Linked DNA regions of Sus scrofa: region 1 is linked to region 2. A link is a contact called in public Hi-C data. All regions are on one chromosome and are shown on one strand. Each heading gives the region's core, a stretch centred on a gene start, on an enhancer-like site or on the middle of the called end of the contact. The rest is flanking DNA. Distances are from core to core; before and after follow the strand shown. Region 1 holds the start of ISCU (iron-sulfur cluster assembly enzyme ISCU, mitochondrial). Region 2 has its middle 11 kb from the start of SELPLG.

Evidence for each region. Hi-C and Micro-C count contacts between places; a contact is called where the count stands out from the background.
Region 1: a Hi-C map of alveolar macrophages shows a contact between it and region 2, with 2.5 times the contacts expected there. The contact joins the promoter of ISCU here to the enhancer-like site in region 2. A contact is called at or near these places in 1 of 5 promoter capture datasets (fetal liver), 17 of 47 Hi-C or Micro-C datasets (alveolar macrophages, blood, embryonic fibroblasts and 9 more) and 2 of 2 datasets of contacts at active chromatin or transcription factors (alveolar macrophages and skeletal muscle).

Annotation. Positions count from the first base shown.
Region 1 is chr14:42,218,636-42,224,368 of Sscrofa11.1, forward strand. It overlaps ISCU (iron-sulfur cluster assembly enzyme ISCU, mitochondrial), which reads right to left and starts at 3,935. Exons shown (of 6, transcript XM_003359136.3): 1 at 3,881-3,935; 2 at 3,808-3,878; 3 at 2,036-2,149; 4 at 1,066-1,176. The coding sequence starts at 3,920. SART3 (squamous cell carcinoma antigen recognized by T-cells 3) reads left to right here and starts at 5,117. Exons shown (of 19, transcript XM_005670755.3): 1 at 5,117-5,661. The coding sequence starts at 5,347. It overlaps LOC106507249 (a long non-coding RNA gene), which reads left to right. Exons shown (of 2, transcript XR_002338860.1): 2 at 1,919-2,648.
Region 2 is chr14:42,145,499-42,150,656 of Sscrofa11.1, forward strand. No RefSeq gene overlaps it. Among named protein-coding and RNA genes, the nearest start is that of SELPLG, 11 kb to the right of the region's middle. Within about 2 kb of position 3,818, at least 5 of the 83 cell types and tissues checked have an H3K27ac peak or open chromatin away from gene starts, as enhancers often do. A contact at or near this core is called in alveolar macrophages and liver, where this site is marked.

The sequences.
Region 1 (5,733 bases), core at 2,685-5,184, 73 kb after region 2:
AGGGAGGCCCCAGGCCAGAGGCATCTGCACCCTCTGCCCCAAGGAGAATCTTTCTCCTCGAGAAGGACTGAGAAGGATGCCTCGGTTTGGGCAAGAGCCTGAGGGCGTAGCAGGAGGCAGGCCTGTGTGGGGCAGATCCCCCTGCCTGGCCCCCAGTCTCCCAAGTCTGCTACCGCCACTGAATTACACTTCAAGTTCAGTTCTTTGAAACCCAGATGGGAGGCTCTCAAGGTCAGAGAAAGGCCCTGTCCCCACTCTGATTACACTCTTAGAGCCCGCAGGGCCCTGTCTCCTCATGTCCTCCTTCCCTGAGGACAGTTCTGGACAAAGCACTTCAGAGTCACCTCTGGCCAGAACAGGTTAGGGCTCTGATTCATTGGCCCAGAGAAGCCTGCGGCCAGGAGGCCCCGAACCACAGGAAGCAGGTGGCACGTGGCCTGGCGGGCGTCCTGGCTGTGGAGCTGCCCAGCTCCCTCCACACAAGCCTCCGTGACTCAGCTCCTTGAACTTGGACCCTTGGGCCTGCAAAGACAGGCACCTGCAGTTTCACTTTTCTGAGGTTCTAAGGACTTCAGGATTTTAGAAAGGCTAGTTTATTTCATGAATCCCCCTTAAGCCATCTGCAATCCTTCCTGAAACCTGATGGGAGGAAATAAAACAAACCCCCACCCTGCCCGCCCCCAGCAGACTCAGACTTCTAAGAAATTGTAACAAGGTCAGCAACCTTGAAGAAAGCCAAATGTTTCTTTTCACTTCTATTTTGTTAGAGGGGGAGGTGAGGATCTTTTTTTCTATTTGGTTAAAAATGAAACACCACCCAAACCCCTGAAAAAATTAAAACGATCAACCGCAAAAAACCCCCAACTAAAAAACACTTAACAAAATTATCTGTAATTCCCAATGTGGAAAAGAATGTAATAAAAACCTGGGAAATCAAAATTAAAAAGGAGATTCTTAGAATGATATTTAGAGGAAAAAAAAAAATCATAGGAACTGGACCCATCCCTTAACTGAGAGCCAGGTTTGTGGGGTCTGTGATTTAATTCTAATTTGCAAGACCCTTACCGTCTTCCCCTTTACCCATTCGGTGGCTAATGAGCTGGAGGCAATTGCAGAACCGCAGCCAAATGTTTTAAACCTGGCGTCCACGATCTTCCCCTTGTCATCCACTTGAATCTAGCAAAGAGGCAGGTGTTAGCTGGTGACATGTCGGCCCATGGGGGGGCACGCACTCCCCAAATCCTCTGGTCCTGTTTCCGACACTTAAAAGTTTGGGCATTCATGACTGAGTTTCCTCCATTTCAAAGAGCTCGGTGATGAAAAGCTCAAAGCAGGAACTGCTACACACAGTCATACAGGTCTAGCTGGTAAAGATTAGCCGAAATTAATACCCCTCCTCCCCCCTCTCCTGATTTCTGGCTACAGCGGGCTCCTCCCAGCTGCTGGGTCAGCCTGCATCTTTAAGCACAAGAGAGTATGCAGTAAAGGTCTTTGGTTAGTGCTTTTTTCTCCAGCACTAAACTGCACCTAGGGGTTCCCTCCTGCCTTGTTTGTTTTCCAAGATAGGCAGGAAGACGTCTGGAGAGCTTCCCACCACCGTGAGGAAGGAGATGTGGAGGGGGTTATCCCTTGCCCCAAAGGGCAGGCCCTACCTGCGTGTTGTCACCAATGCGGGGGACATTTGATTTACTGCATTTCCTGTTTCTTTGGGGATTGCTTACCACACGGCCGTGCTTTTCCTTTGATCGGGAAAACTCACAAAAGCTTTTACTTAGCTACAGTTGGAATTTAGCTGATACTGGGAGTTCAAAAGTGAGACCAGTTTACTATGTCAGCAAGGGTCAGCGTAGTGTACCAGTAAGACTGGGATTCAGCCCCCGCTCAAATCATTCATATGTTGACTCCTCTCATCTCGCAGGAATCAAGATGGGGACCGAATGCAACGCTGCACGTGCAAACGCTCTGTCAACTAGGGAATACTGTACAAGTGATTGGATCACTGTTAACCACCAGTAAAGATGGAAACCAAGGGTACCTGTAATTTCATTACATCGCCACAGGCCGGAGCGCCCACCAATCCGGTTCCAACATTTTTAGCTGTCTTGTCAAGGGACCCCACGTTTCGGGGATTTTCATAATGATCAACAACCTGAAACGAGAGGGTGAAGAGAAATCACAATTACTCTTTTTTGGTATTGATCTCCCCGACTTTGATGGCACGTTTGAAGTCAGCAAACCGAACCCAGCAGGTGTCACGAAATACCAAGTTTTACCTGGGCGGGAAGGCTTATGCTCAGGTCAATGAGAACCACTGGCCACCCAAAGTCTTTGTGTGTCGCCTCTCCAATTACCTTCAGAGATTCATAATAAGGCAGAAAAATCTGCAAGATCTGGCTTTGTTCTGCAGGGTTTTGAACCACAAATAATTGACCTTTAACCACCTGAGGCATCAGAGTTGGGCTCAAACACCATTTTTTATCTCCATAAGATACATCTCAAAGGATCTATCAAAGCATAATACTTACCATTCAAAAATTGTAAAAGTAAGTATGGTCCAGAAATAAGTGTTTCCCAGAAGCTTCAAGGAGACTATTACAGGAGGGACAAGACTAGGAATGCGTCCACTTGTGGGCGATAATAAATAAAAACAGTCCTTTCACTGTATTTCAGGGCCCTGAACCCTCTGGTGCACAGTGCGCCCTGGTGGCTGCAAGGCTGAGAGCACCAATTCGTTCTGCGTGGACTGTCAACAACACACCCTCCTGAGCTGGGGAAGACAAGAACATGGGCAAATGCGTTGCAGCCAGAAGAGAAAAACAAAAAACAAACCCAAAACAAAGCAAAAAAGCTCAAACTGGCACATGGAAGGTTTTAAAAACTTTGAGGTCTGTTTACTAGTTAGCCGTAAGTATCCCAATCTTCCAGTCCCCTCCGCCCACTTATCTGTCCACGGATTTTGAGTCCAAGCCCTAGGACCTACAAGACAAAGTCCAGTCTAGACTTTCTGCCCCGTGTTGATCTGCTGCATTCTGTAGTTAACCGGTTCTAGAGTGAAAGAGTTTTACGTTTACGGACCTCACGCCCCTGGAATGTAAAGTCTTCAAACTACGCACCTATCTCTACTCACAGCTCCCCACCACCCCAAACAAAACTAAACAAAAATGAAAGCATTATGACTTGGTTACATGTCCATCCCCATTCGGAGGCTCTGAGCTCCTACAACAATAATAGCAGCAGCACCCTAAGTGGCCTCCCTGTGCCAGGCACCAAGCAGAGGAGGACCCCGCAGGCACGGTCTCGTGTAGGGGGACTGCTAAGAGCCCCCCCATATGATAAGTGGTAAAACAGGTTCAGCTCAGAGCAGTAACTTGCCCAAGGTCACCTGGCTAGAGCAGTGGCCTTAGGTGAGGCCGGAGCCCGCGCCATTCTGTGTGTGTCTGTCCCTGGAGTTCGGCTGTCAGGTCACAGCAGAACCCTGCTTGCTGGGCGGTTGGGAATTTTAAAGGCTTGGGTGCAAGAGATTAAAGACAGCGGCCGGGCCCACGGGCAGTCGCCGCTGGACGAGCCGAAACTGTCATTCTTATTTCAGGCGCCGTTAGTGCACTTGCGCATCGAGAGAAAGTTGGTCGAGGCGGACTCGTGCGAGGGGCGCCCCGTTTCCTGGGCCGCAGTGGCGTTCCCCGGGCCGCGCAAAGCCGGCCGGCCAGTCGTCCCTAGGCCAGGCCTTTGGTAGTACGCCTAAGTCCTCTCGGCGGTCCTAGTTCCCCGGCTGGTGCAGGCCCCGCGCACGCCCTCGCCCGCCCCTACCTTCTTGTGATAGAGCCGAGCCGGAGCTGACAGCTCCCGAGCAGGCAGGCGCGGGACCGGGAGCAGCAGGACGAAGCCGCCCGCCTTAGACGGCCGGCGCCAGCCGCCGCCATCTTGCGGACTTGCGCCTGCGCAGGCCGAACGCGAGACCGAGGGGAGGGGCTCGTGCACGAGTTGGCACCCGGCTTGGAGCGCGCCCCTCTAAAGTCCCGGCGACTTTGCGCCTGCGCCCTCCCGCTCGGTGCTTGAGTCCGCGCCTTGGCCCCGCCTTGACCACGCCCCTCCGAGTCCGGCGAGGCGTGGAGCCCAAAGGTCTGAATTCGCAGGACGGTTTTTCCTCCGTGCTGGGTTATGGGTCTGAGGGGCTTCAGGCTGGAGTTCCGGACGCAAATTTATGTTCACAAAGTCCACTGCCGGAATGCGGCACAGAGGATCAACCATTCCACCTTTCTTAGCCCTGTTTTGCTGCTTAGAATGTTGAGGGTCAGAGAGGTTTAGGAACTTGTCTGAGGTTGCCCTGAGAGTTAGACTCAGTTGGGATGCAAACTTGGACAATCCTCAACTAGAATCCCAGCTCTGCTCCTTACTGGCTGTGTGATCCTAGACGAATGACATCGTCCTTCTAAACCTTGATCTCTTGTGTACTAATTCAAGGACAACTATTTCACCCGTTGAGCAAGTATGTTTTGAATGTCCACTTTGTGTCGGGGTGTTTTGGGGATCCCAAACAAAAACAGACATAATTTCTGACATAATTAAGCTTGCTAACGAGAGAGAAAGGCAATAGACACAGCAAGACTTTCCTACCTCAAAAAATAGGAAGCTTAATTAAACGAATACTTTGTCCAAACTTAATAAAAATTTACGTTTATGTCTATTCCTTTATTAAAAAGCAAACACAATTTATATGACAAGGCCTGGCAATGAAGAGATTCTAAATAGATGCTTAATAATATGATTTATTAATGTTGGGTTACAGAACAGGAGCTTATAAAATGAAAACTCACGTGTGTGTCTAACTACTAGGCACCAGGCATTACATAAAGGGGAAATGAGTTTTTCTCATGAGTCGTGCAATTGATCCTTCCCTGAGGACTTGGACTTTTCTCTGCATGTGAGGCTCGGTTGCTGGGGAGACTGAACTACGCGCCAAGTCAGACCAGGCAGTAAGAGCCGTTTATGCCAAGAATCATTTTGACCTTCTCAAGATGGCGCCAAACACTGAACGTCGATCATCACGCTCTGTCCATGACTTCCTCTATGGCGTCCACTTCCTGTCTAAGGACCTAATTTCTGTCCCGAGTTGTGGCGGAACACATGCCCTGTTAGCGAGTTTTTTACCCTTAAGGAGAATTACTAAAAGCATATAAAGTGACATAGATTTGTTGTATTTCTAGATTTTTCCCTCATCTGAGGCTCACAGTTTCTCTTTAGGTGGCAAGAGAGGGGGATTTTGATCAGGCGCGCTCCGCGGGCAGCTCCTATTTCAGAGGGTCTTTGGCGGCTGAGTGAGGACCCAGGAGGCACTGGAAGCGCAAGATGGCGACGGCGGCCGCAGCATCGGCTTCGGAAGCGGAGGCAGAGCCAAAGGCCGGGCCCAAGGCCGAGGGAGAAGAAGATGAGGCTAAGGCGGCCAGGACGAGGAGGAAGGTGTTATCGCGGGCTGTGGCTGCTGCGACGTACAAGACCATCGGGCCAGAGTGGGACCAGCAGGAGGAAGGCGTGAGTGAGAGCGATGGAGATGAGGAGTACGCCATGGCTTCCTCAGCCGAGAGCTCCCCCGGGGAGTACGAGTGGGAGTACGACGAAGAGGAGGAGAAGAACCAGCTGGAGATCGAGCGACTGGAGGAGCAGGTGGGCCGCGGGGTGGGCGGCGGGCTTCTTTCCTTGGGTCCCTAGGCCCCGGCCCGCCTCCCCGGTCTTCGG
Region 2 (5,158 bases), core at 2,568-5,067:
TGCGACCTACACCACAGCTCTCAGCAATGCCAGATCCTTAACCCACTGAGCAAAGCCAAGGATCGAACTTGTGTCCTCATGGATCCTAGTCAGACTCATTTCCAATGAGCCACAACGGGAACTCTGCCCTCTTTCTTAGTTTGGAAGTAGTTGGAGACTTCTGTAGAGTTCAAGGAAGGGCGATATCTGTGTCTGGCCATACAAGGAGCCTCCTGCACAGCCACCATGGTTCCGACAACGGGCTAACACCCTTGGGATCAGGGCCTCGGAAAGCATCTCTTTCTTTGGTGGAAGCACAGCTCTTGGCTGTGATTTTGATTCCAGTAGAAGGTTTTCGGGGTGCTCTCCCAGCTTCCCTTTATGCATTGAAACATTGTCCTGTGACATCTCAATAATTGTGGGAAAGAATTTCCCGCTGCTTGCTCTTTCTAAATGTCTCTAAATATAATGACTGATTGGCCTCAAATACCCTCTCCTGAAGTTGCTGGAGTCTGTGAGAACGGCTGCCAGGTTCGTGGTCAGCCTGTCCGCGGTTGCAGGAAGTGGAAGTTGGTCAGTGCTGTCTGCAGCCCCTCAGTGCCCCCAGTCAGGGGGCAGACTCGTGGCACCGGGTGTTAATGCTCAGCCGTCTTGCTCCCTTGCCAGAAGACCAAAGGTCACCATGTTAGCCCCAGATGGTCAGCCAGGCCCCATCAAGGGAGAACTTCCATTTTTTTTAAAGGCTACTTCCCTTGCTGTATTTGGTGTTCTGTGTCCAGAAGAACTGTTGTTGGCTCTTAAGAATCTGTTAACTCTTCACTTTCTGCTGGCACATTCACATGCCTGAGGCTGCCACTGGGTCACAAATGTGAGTCATGGTCAAGAACACACACCTTTCCTTCTGCAGACCAGCAGCTGCACAGAGTTTGTTGATTTTTTCTTTTTCTTTTTCTTTTTTTTTTTTTTTTTTTTTTTTTTGTAAGTCCTTCCCTCCACTCTGGAAGGGAGTGTATGCAGATTGGTACCCACCCTTGCTGAGGGCAGGTTGTCAGGGTATAGCAGAAGTTTCAGTTGTTCTTACCTAGGACTTTCCCCTTTGGGAATTTTGTCCCAAGGGTACTAATAGGAGGCATATTTGGGAATTGGAAGAGTGAAAATTAGTCTAGCAGGGTTGGATAATTACTAATCACTCCAGGATAGATTTTGTTCAGATGAACCCTTTTAGGAATGTGTGAATATACAATGTATATTTATATGTAAGATAGAGGCCACACATGATACTATGTGAAGGCAGCAGTTGTGGGTAAATTTTTTAAAAAATTCTTTTAAAGTATAGTTGATTTACAGTTATTAGTTTCAGGTGTACAGAAAAGTGATTCAGTTATGCATACACATATATCCGTTCTTCAGATTCTTTTCCCAGATAAGTAATTACAAAATACTAAGTGGAGTTCCCAGAAGGTCCTTGTTGTTTATTTTGTATTTAGTAGTGTGTATATGTTAATCCCAAACTCCTAATTTATCCCTCCCCACCATAACCTTTCCCCTTTGGTAACTATAAATTTGATTTCAAGATCTGTGAGTCTGTTTCTGTTTTGTAAATAAGTTCATTTGTATCTTTTTTAGATTCCACATATAAGTAATGTATGATATTTGTCTTTCTCTTCGCTTAGTATGATAATCTCTAGGTCTATCCATGGGGTAACTTTTAAATTGACTTTTAGACTTTCCTATAGATGTCTTTATTCCCAGAAAGAAGTTATTAAAACTAATGTATGGGGGATAATAGATAACATTACATTAAAGCAGGCACCATGAATCAGTGGTGGGAAAGGAAATGATATGACATTAAGTGGCTGTGGGAGCAGGGACTCCTTAGCGCCAGCCACACCAGTGTCCATGCTTATTAATGGGGTGGATAGTTAAATGAAAGGAAACTTTTTTCTTTTCAAATTTAGAAGAAAAAAGTCCCTTTTAATCTACACTTCAGACTGGGGAAAAGATTTAAATCTCAAGGCAATGGAATAAATCACAAAGGAAAAGATAACTGGCTACATAAAAATCAAATCGCATATTCAATATGTTTGAGAAAGGAAAGCCAGGAATTCCCTTGTGGTGCAGCAGTTAAGGATCCAGCATTGTCACTGCAGTGGCTTGGGTCACTGCTATCGTGCAGGTTCAATCCCCAGCCAGGGAACTTCCATATGCCACAGGTTTGGCCAAAAAAGGAAGGCCGTGGAAACCAGGAAATAGGTTTTCAACCACTATAGTATGGGATAATATATTTTAGTGTGCTTAATCTCAGTTCTTGATGCCATCTCTGTTTCACCTCCCCAGTAGGGTGTGTCCAGTTTTAAGTCTGAGAGAGACTCAGTGTGCAGAAGCAACATTTCTCATCCCATCCCCCAGGCATATGGTCCCCCAGCAACTGGTTTAACAAACTTAGAAGTGGAAGGAGTTTATTAGGACACATCAGCCATAGTGTGTTTGCAAGTTTCTGGAATGGAGAAGTGGAGAGAGAGAAGTTACTCCAGATCCAAAGATCCTCAAGTATTAGGTGGCCACCATGCTTGGTAGACGGGTTGCAACATTGGGCAAGGTGTGTTGAGAGAGGCTAGTGGTATCTCTGAGATTCAGTGCAGTTTCACATTATTGCGTGGAAATGAAACTGGGAGAGAAAGTTGATTTCAGAGCCCAAGTTCATGAATGGGGGGGGGGGGAGTGTTAGCATGAGAAAGCCAGCTCCTGTGACAAAGAGCAGTGCTGATCCTGCTTCCCGAGGGAGCTGGGGTCAAAGGACCAGAGGTTAATCTCAAGCACTCAACTCAGGTGGTTGGGAGGCTGTTGAAAAAGCAGGTGAACAGATCTGTTACCAAAACCATTAGGTGCTGAGTTTGGGGGGTTTTTTGTTTTTGTTTTTGACTGGAGGCTCCCTGATGCTGATCTGAAAGACTAAATGTGTATTTTTGGAAAGGATGACGTGGTGGCTTTGGAGCAGCACTGGGGAGAAATGATTCAGAGAGAGGCCCAGCAGACGACTGGGGGTATCAGGGAAAGCTTTGGGTTGAAAGGGATGGGCAGTCAGTGTCTGAAAGGAGCAGAGCAAGGAGCTCCTCCAATGTCAGGTGCTCTGCACTTCACATATGAAGGACATACCTTCCCCAACTTCACAGCCAACTAGTGCAGGTGGTGCAGGTATAAAAGAGGCCACACACGATCTTGGGGACCCTGAGGTGCTGCAGAAGCTCAGGGGCAGGGCAGCCCTTGCCTTCATTATAGCCCTGCTGTCTCCTTACTCATTTCTAAATCACTACCACTCTCCCCCACCCCCCGGCCCACGGTTCCATTCTTCTTGGCATTCACTGGGGTAGACAGTTTTATTGTGAGATCATAAAGAACCTGAAGAACATCATAGTGGGGCAGATGAGCAAGTGCCCAGCCAGGAAAGGTGTTTGGACTGAAGCTCAGTCTGAGGGTTGAGAAATCATCCATCAGGTTTTTAGCAACAAAATCCAAACTTTGGGGCTCTAGTGACAAGGTCTGAGAACTGGGAAGTTGCCCCATAGATACAGGAAGTTGTTGCAGGTTCATTTCAGTGCCAAGATGATACTTAGGTTGTAGAAGGCAGATAGAGCACCTCATGGTTCACAAGCTGCCACCCTCCACTGCACTTCCCAGAGTGACAAGTGAGTTCTTACCACCCTGGCCAGTTTCTACTGGGGCAATGTGTTAAAATACCACGAGAGACCTCAAGGTGGAGTTTCCCATATAGGCATCTGAGCACCTGCCAGAAGCACCCCACCTCCTTGTAGAATGACTGGACCATTGTTTGAACAGCCTTGTCACTGTTTCCTCTACCCACACCCATCTGTTCCCCTTTTTGGTTCCAGAGTGATGGTGTTTTTTAGAACAGAATCTTTATAGATCGATCAGGGAGACATACATGGTTCCCCTCTTGTTTCCAGCTCTTAAGCTTCCTGTATGCCACTCCCCCTTGACTGACCCCCATCTCACCGCCCATAAGCAGGCTGTCCATCACTCACATTAGCTCTGGCTTCGAAATACGTCTGTATTCCAGCTGCTGCTCACATAGCCACTGTAACCCTGCCAGTTCATTCCCCCCGTCATCTCTGATAGGAACCGAGTTTCAAATTGTGTTGTCCAGAGAAACAGAACTAGTAAAGTGTGCATATATATGGCGAGAGACTCATAAGGAATGAGCTCACAAGAGTTTTGGAGGCCAAGTCCCAGTGTCTCCCATCAGCAAACTGGAGACCTGGGAGAGCCAGTGTTTCAGTTTGGATCCAAAGGCAGTGAAAAACCGGTAGCCGTCAGCCAAAGAGTTCCCTCTTGCTCCACCTTTTTGTTCTTGTTTGATCTTCAGCTGGTTTGGTGAGGCCCACTCACATTGGGGAGGGCCATCTGCTTTCCCCATTTCACCAGTTCAGATGTAAAGCTCACCCAGAAACACCCTCACAGACACACCCAGAATGATTGACACCCACCTAAACCTGGGTACCCTGTGGCCCGGGCAAGTTGACACTTAAAAGTTAACTATCACATTTTCCAAACCCAGCTTCCTGTTGTCTCCTGCTTTAGTCTGCTCTCAACACAGCAGCCAGGGTAACCTTTTAAAGTATTAAGGCAGGGGTGGGCAAAGGAAGGCCTGAGGGCCAAATCCAGCCTGTTGGAAATTTATGTATAGCCCAGATGCTAAGAAGAGTTTTTCCATTTTTAAATGACTGAGGAAAAAAAGAACAATGACAACTAAAAATTTTATCAAATCCAAGTTTTAGTGTCCATAAATATTGGAACACAGTGCTGCCCATCCATTTAAACAGCATCTAGGGCTGCTTTACTCCACACCCTTAAGAGTTGAGTTGAGTAGATGCAGCAGAAAAAACAAAACCTAAAATATTTATAAGCAAGCCCTTTAAGAAGAAACTGGCTGACTCCCGTATTTAGACTCACAACCCTCCATGGCGTTTCATCCCACTCAGAACAAAAGCTGTAAGATCCTTCCAGTAAGTTGAAACTGGCCCTGCCACCTTCCTGACCTCTCCTGATGTTGACTTGTGGTCAGGGGGCCTTCTGCCTCTGAGCTTTCACAGGTGCAGTTCTTCCCCCACCCCCAGTATCTGCAGGGCTCATAACACCTGCTACCACCAACTCTGTCAGC